Linked DNA regions of Sus scrofa: region 2 is linked to region 1. A link is a contact called in public Hi-C data. All regions are on one chromosome and are shown on one strand. The core of a region is the stretch at or near the end of the contact, and the rest is flanking DNA. Distances in the headings are between cores, read along the strand shown.

What was found. A called contact is a pair of places that touch in the nucleus more often than the background predicts.
Region 2: a contact with region 1 is called in a Hi-C map of liver, with 1.7 times the contacts expected there. The contact joins two enhancer-like sites. A contact is called at or near these places in 1 of 5 promoter capture datasets (liver), 3 of 47 Hi-C or Micro-C datasets (liver and skeletal muscle) and 1 of 2 datasets of contacts at active chromatin or transcription factors (skeletal muscle).

The regions. Positions count from the first base shown.
Region 1 is chr7:38,838,696-38,841,395 of Sscrofa11.1, reverse strand. No RefSeq gene overlaps it. Among named protein-coding and RNA genes, the nearest start is that of TRNAV-AAC, 87 kb to the right of the region's middle. Within about 2 kb of position 1,390, at least 10 of the 83 cell types and tissues checked have an H3K27ac peak or open chromatin away from gene starts, as enhancers often do. A contact at or near this core is called in liver, where this site is marked.
Region 2 is chr7:38,906,403-38,909,102 of Sscrofa11.1, reverse strand. No RefSeq gene overlaps it. Among named protein-coding and RNA genes, the nearest start is that of C7H6orf223, 86 kb to the left of the region's middle. Within about 2 kb of position 1,367, at least 8 of the 83 cell types and tissues checked have an H3K27ac peak or open chromatin away from gene starts, as enhancers often do. A contact at or near this core is called in liver, where this site is marked.

The DNA of each region.
Region 1 (2,700 bases), core at 141-2,640:
ACCCAGCTCCCTCTGGCTTGGAAGTCTTCTGCCTTCCCCACCTTTTGCAGCTGCATAGTTTCGTGACATTGTCCAGTTCCTGTGGCAGCCTACCTTTCCAGAGCTCAATATTAAGAAAGACGCCCAGGGTGGGGGGGGAGTTCCCGTTTGGCTCAGCAGGAATGAACCCGACTAGTACCCACGAGGATGGGGGCTCAATCCCTGGCCTCCATTCATGGGTTAAGGATCTGGTGTTGCTGTGAGCTGTGGTGTAGGTTGCAGATATGGCTCAGATCCTGTGTTGCTATGGCTGTGGCATAGGCCAGCAGCTGCAGCTCCGATTCTAACTCTAGCCTGGGAACCTCCATATGCTATGGGTGTGGCCCTAAAAATACAAAAAAAAAAAAAAAAAAAAAAAAAAAGAGGAAAAGCAGTCCTCTTCTAGGGGTTGGATCACAAGGTCTGAAGCAGGGAGAGAGTGGGGCTAAGATCATGGTAGAATGTGGGTGTTAGGGCTTATCTTCTAAACTGACTTATTCTTCCTTTTTTTTTTTTTTCCTTTTTTAGGGCCACACCTGCGGTATATGGAGGTCCCCAGGCTAGGGGTCCAATTGGAGCTGCAGCTGCCAGCCTACAGCCACAGCAACGCAGGATTTGAAACTGTGTCTGCGACCTACACCACAGCTTACGGCAACACCGGATCCCTAATCCACTGAGTGAGGCCAGGGATCGAACCTGCACCCTCATGGTTCCTGGTGGGATTCATTTCCACTGCGCCACGATGGGAACTCCTAAGCCGACTTCTAAGTCATCCCTGGTCATGCTGTTTCCAGCCTCACGTTCAGGGTACTGTCTCTGCTGAACACCCCCAGCCACTCCTCCCGTCTCATAATCTGAGATTCGGATAGATCTTTATCTCCCTCATGGAGACTTCCTTGCCTTCCTCATGTCCCCCCAAACTAAATTAGGTGACCCTTCTCTGCCCCCTTAATCCCTTGGCTTATGCCACACTAGAGCAAAATGATCTGCTTCTAGACCTGTCCACCTGTCCACACCGTGGACCAGGCCTCTGCCTCTGAAGCCCAGCCCAGCACAGTATGGGGTGCCTAATGGGTGTGCAAGGAATGTTTGTTGAATGAATGCATGAGGAGGAGCGATGCCCTGGGGAGGCGAGCCTAGGCACGTGTGGGATGTTCAGGGGGCCGGGGAAGTCCCAGGCCAGCTAGAGAAGCCAGGGAAACCTGTCCTGCTCTGGGAACACTGGCCTGAGTCAACAAGGTGAAATTTAACTGGGATGCATGAAGCAACTTCCAGGCAGTGTCCAAGAAGGCAATGACTGGGGGGCCTGCAGCCCAGCCCAGGGTAAGGAAGGTCACCTCCTGGCCTCCCCTCAGGAAGGTCTGCCATCCCTGGACCAGCCGGCGAGAGGGCAAGAGTGCGGCCTCCAGAAGCTCCCTGGACCCAGTCCAGCCCTCTCCCCACCCCCACGTCCAGCAGCCCAATACCTCCAACTCCAGGCCCGGAAGTCCATTCACTCTCAGAGGGAAGAATTGAAACCTTAAATAAAGAAAGATTATGTAACCTTCTAGAAGCATGCCAGTGGCAGTGAGCCGGGGAGTGGGGAGGTGACCCGTCCAGCCTCCCTGTCTTCAGCAAGGTCCTCGAAATGACTGAGCACTTCAGCGCCAGATTCTTTTTTTTTTTGAGGGCCGCACCTGTGGCATATGGAGGTTCCCAGGCTAGGGATCAAATCGGAGCTACGGCTGCTGGCCTGCACCACAGCCACAGCACCTGGGGATCTGAGCCGCGTCTACGACCCGCACCCCAGCTCACGGCCAACGCCAGATCCCTAACCCACTGAGCGGGGCCAGGGATCGAACCTGCATCCTCACGGATACGAGCTGGATTCATTTCCACTGTGCCACAACAGGAACCCCCCAGGGCCAGATTCTTGACCAGGGGGCAGCTGGGGGAGAGAGAAGTGTGCTGTCTGCAAAAGCATAATCAATACTGTGATTTAATATTTGCAAAATAAAAACACACACCCTGCTGTTTCCCGGGACCAGCTGCAGGCAAAGTTCCTGGTGGGCCCAACGCTGCAGAGGGGAGGAGGGGCAAAGCACGGGGCCAAGGTTTAAGCCAAGTTCACCTGCACTGCCTCAGTCATGTTTCCCAGGATTGTTTATAGAAAGTTGGTAAGTTATTAATAAACATGGCTGTCATGCATTGTTCCCTTCCTCAGCACTGTACCAAGACAGCATTTTTATATGCATTCTTTTCCTTGGCCTCATTTAATGCATTAATTATGCTTTGCTTTTACACGTCTTTGCTAGAAGCTAATCTTCTGTGTGTTTGCCTGAATTCTCCTACCTTGCCAAGCACATGAAAATGCTTGGGGATGGTTAAACAGCTAAGTTTTACATACTTCTTCTAACAAAACCAGTGTGACTTTAGCTTACTAGTGGTCAGAGATGAGGGAGAACTTTCCTAACTCCCTTGCAAAGCCTTCTTGGGTCTTTTCTGAAAATGGTCACATATACTCTTTTTTTTTTTTTTTTTTTTTTTGGCTGTACCTGTGGCATATGGAGATTCCCAGGAGAGGGACAGAATTGGAGTTGCAGCTGCTGGCCTACACCACAGCCAGAGCAACACAGGATCTGAGATGCATCTGCAACCTACACCACAGTTCATGGCAACGCCAGATTCTTAACCCACCGGGCA
Region 2 (2,700 bases), core at 118-2,617, 68 kb before region 1:
TTCCTTCTACAGGTGATGAAAATGGGTTTTGAGAGGAAAAGCGGTAAAGTGGCAGAGAGATTTTTTTCCCCTCCACGTATCCACCTGCTCCTCTACAGTAGGTGGGACCACAATACTAGCTCTGGCCTAGAAGTTGTGAATGGAGATGCTGACTGTTACTTCAGGGGCCAGAGCTTTTGAGAGCCAGTGCAAAGCCCTCCTGCTCTTTTCTGCCCCTGCAGGCACAGCCATGGAAGCCACCTGTTGAAATTTGATGGCTCTGCTATCTAGGGTCCCTAATTGACTCTGCAGAGCAGGGCCTCTGCTAATCTGCCTTGGCCACAGTGTATGAGCAAGAAACAAACCTTCATAGTGTGAATCCATTGAGCTTTCAAGGCTCATTTGTTACTGCAGCACAGCATGGCTTATCCTGACTCACACAGCCAGCCATTTGGTTGGTGCCTTTGGTACCTCATCAGAGTCCCCCAAAACCTGGGGGTATGCTGGCCCAGGCAACACTTGCTTAAGGAGAAAGATCATTTAAACAAAACATCTACTGATACCCACCTGTGTAGGCACAGGGCTTCCATGACCTTGGGGCCTTGTGGACGGGGCAGGGAGGTGGGGCAGGGGCAGTGTCGGTGTCCGGCTCTCTGCTGAACTGTCCGCTCTTGTCACTCACTGGTCCTTATCTTCCCAGGGGACATGTGGAGATTGACATATAACTGAAGCTGACTTTCCCACATTAAAACAATCTTTACGGGATTCTAAGGCAGATCTCCCCGCCCAAATCCAGCCCTCAAAAAGCCCTATAATCCCCACATACCACCCAAAAGTTTTACCTGAGAGGAAGCACATCTCGGAAGCTCTTTTCTAACTTCTTCTGCATCTTTTCTTCAAACTCAAGTCTTGCTTTCTGCTAACTCTGTTCTGTCCAGAGGAGGAAGACACTGGCACCCCCATTGCCTGGAACACAGGCACCTGCCAGGATTTAATAGGCCTTGGCTCCAGCTTGGCCCAGCCTGGCCTCCGACAAGAGGCCACAGGCTCTGGTGAAACATATCCAGTCTCCCAGCCTCTTCACCATGACATCTGGGGGCCTGTTGCAGCCCTCAGGGCAGAGTGTGTGGCTTTTTTTTTTTTTTTTTTCATGAGAAGTGAAGTGATGCTCAAAAGGGCACAAAATCAAGACCTTGACCTCATTAGTGTAATGTTCTGGTCAGCAGGCTTGGGGAACTGTGATGATGTTAATTACGTGCTGATTTAGTTTAATTCCTGTTCTTGTGCAATGCACGTATTTGCCTTTGCCTCCTTTCCCCAGGGGCTGTAGACTCCTCCGGGCTCAGCAGGGGGTGGAGCAGGAGGGGGCAGGACCAGACCAGGGTCACCCAGATCTGGATTCACTTCCTGGCTGCTGTGACCCTGGGTAACCTTCCTGAGTCGGGGATTGAGTAAGGATTATGGGCTTGGCACTGTGCCTAGCACGTAGGAAGCTTGGTAAATTGTAGCTATTATTATCAGACAGTTAATTATTATTTTATGCTATCAACGGAAGGATGATTTTCCATTGTTCCCTCTTGATTCTTGAGAGGCAGTACAGCATAGACCAGGGGTGTTCAATAGAACTTTCTGGGATGATGGAAAGACTCTGGGAGCTACTAGCCATGTGTGACTACTGACCACTTGAAAGGAGGCTGGTGTAATGGAAGAATTGAATTTTTAATTATATTTCTTTTTTTTTTTTTTGGTCTTTTTTTTTGTCTCTTCTGGGGCTGCACCTGTGGCATATGGAGGTTCCCAGGCTAGGGGTCGAATCGGAGCCATAGCCACCAGCCCACACCAGAGCCACAGCAACGCGGGATCCGAGCCACGTCTGTGACCTACACCACAGCTCACAGCAACGCCGGATCCTTAACCCACTGAGCAAGGCCAGGGATCGAACCCACAACCTCATGGTTCCTAGTTGGATTCGTTAACCACTGAGCCAGGACAGGAACTCCACGTTTTTTTTTTTTTTCTTTTTAAGACCGCACCTGCGGCAGATGTAAGTTCCCAGGCTAGGGGTGGAATTGGAACTGCAGCTGTGGGCCTAGGCCACAGCCAGTGCAATGCTGAGCAGTGTCATAGCTCGCGGAAATGCCGGGTCCTTAATCCACATCGGAGGCCAGGGATCACACCCGCATCCTCAGGGACACTATGTCAGGTTCCTAACCCATTGAGCCACAAAGGGAACTCCCGTATTTCATTTTAATTATTTCGAAGTTAAATAATCCCAAGGGTTTAGCAGTTACCTTGTTGGGAAGAGCAGGTGTATAGGGTAAGCATGCAGGCTCTGGTGTAGACCACAGGGTGCCCACCCTGCTTCTTAGCTATAAGCCCCTGGGCCAGTTATGCCACCACTCTGGGCCTCGGCTTCTTTACCTGTAAAATGTATTACGGGACCAACTTCCTAGTGTGGTCGTGAGGATTAGACAGGTCATTCTCCATAAAGGGCCCCGTGGGGCCGTCGTCATTGCCCTGCATAGCACAGGTGTCTGGCCTGTAAGCCATGGGCATCGTGTCTCCCGTCTGGAGGGAACTCCCCACAGCCCCAGCCCAGGGCAGAGCCAACCAGTGTCCACAGACCAGGGAGGAGAGGAGACGCCGAATGCCCCAAGGAGGATAAGGACGAGGGGAAAGGGAGGCCCTGGTTGACAGCCCAGGCTGCCCCTCTTCCCTTGG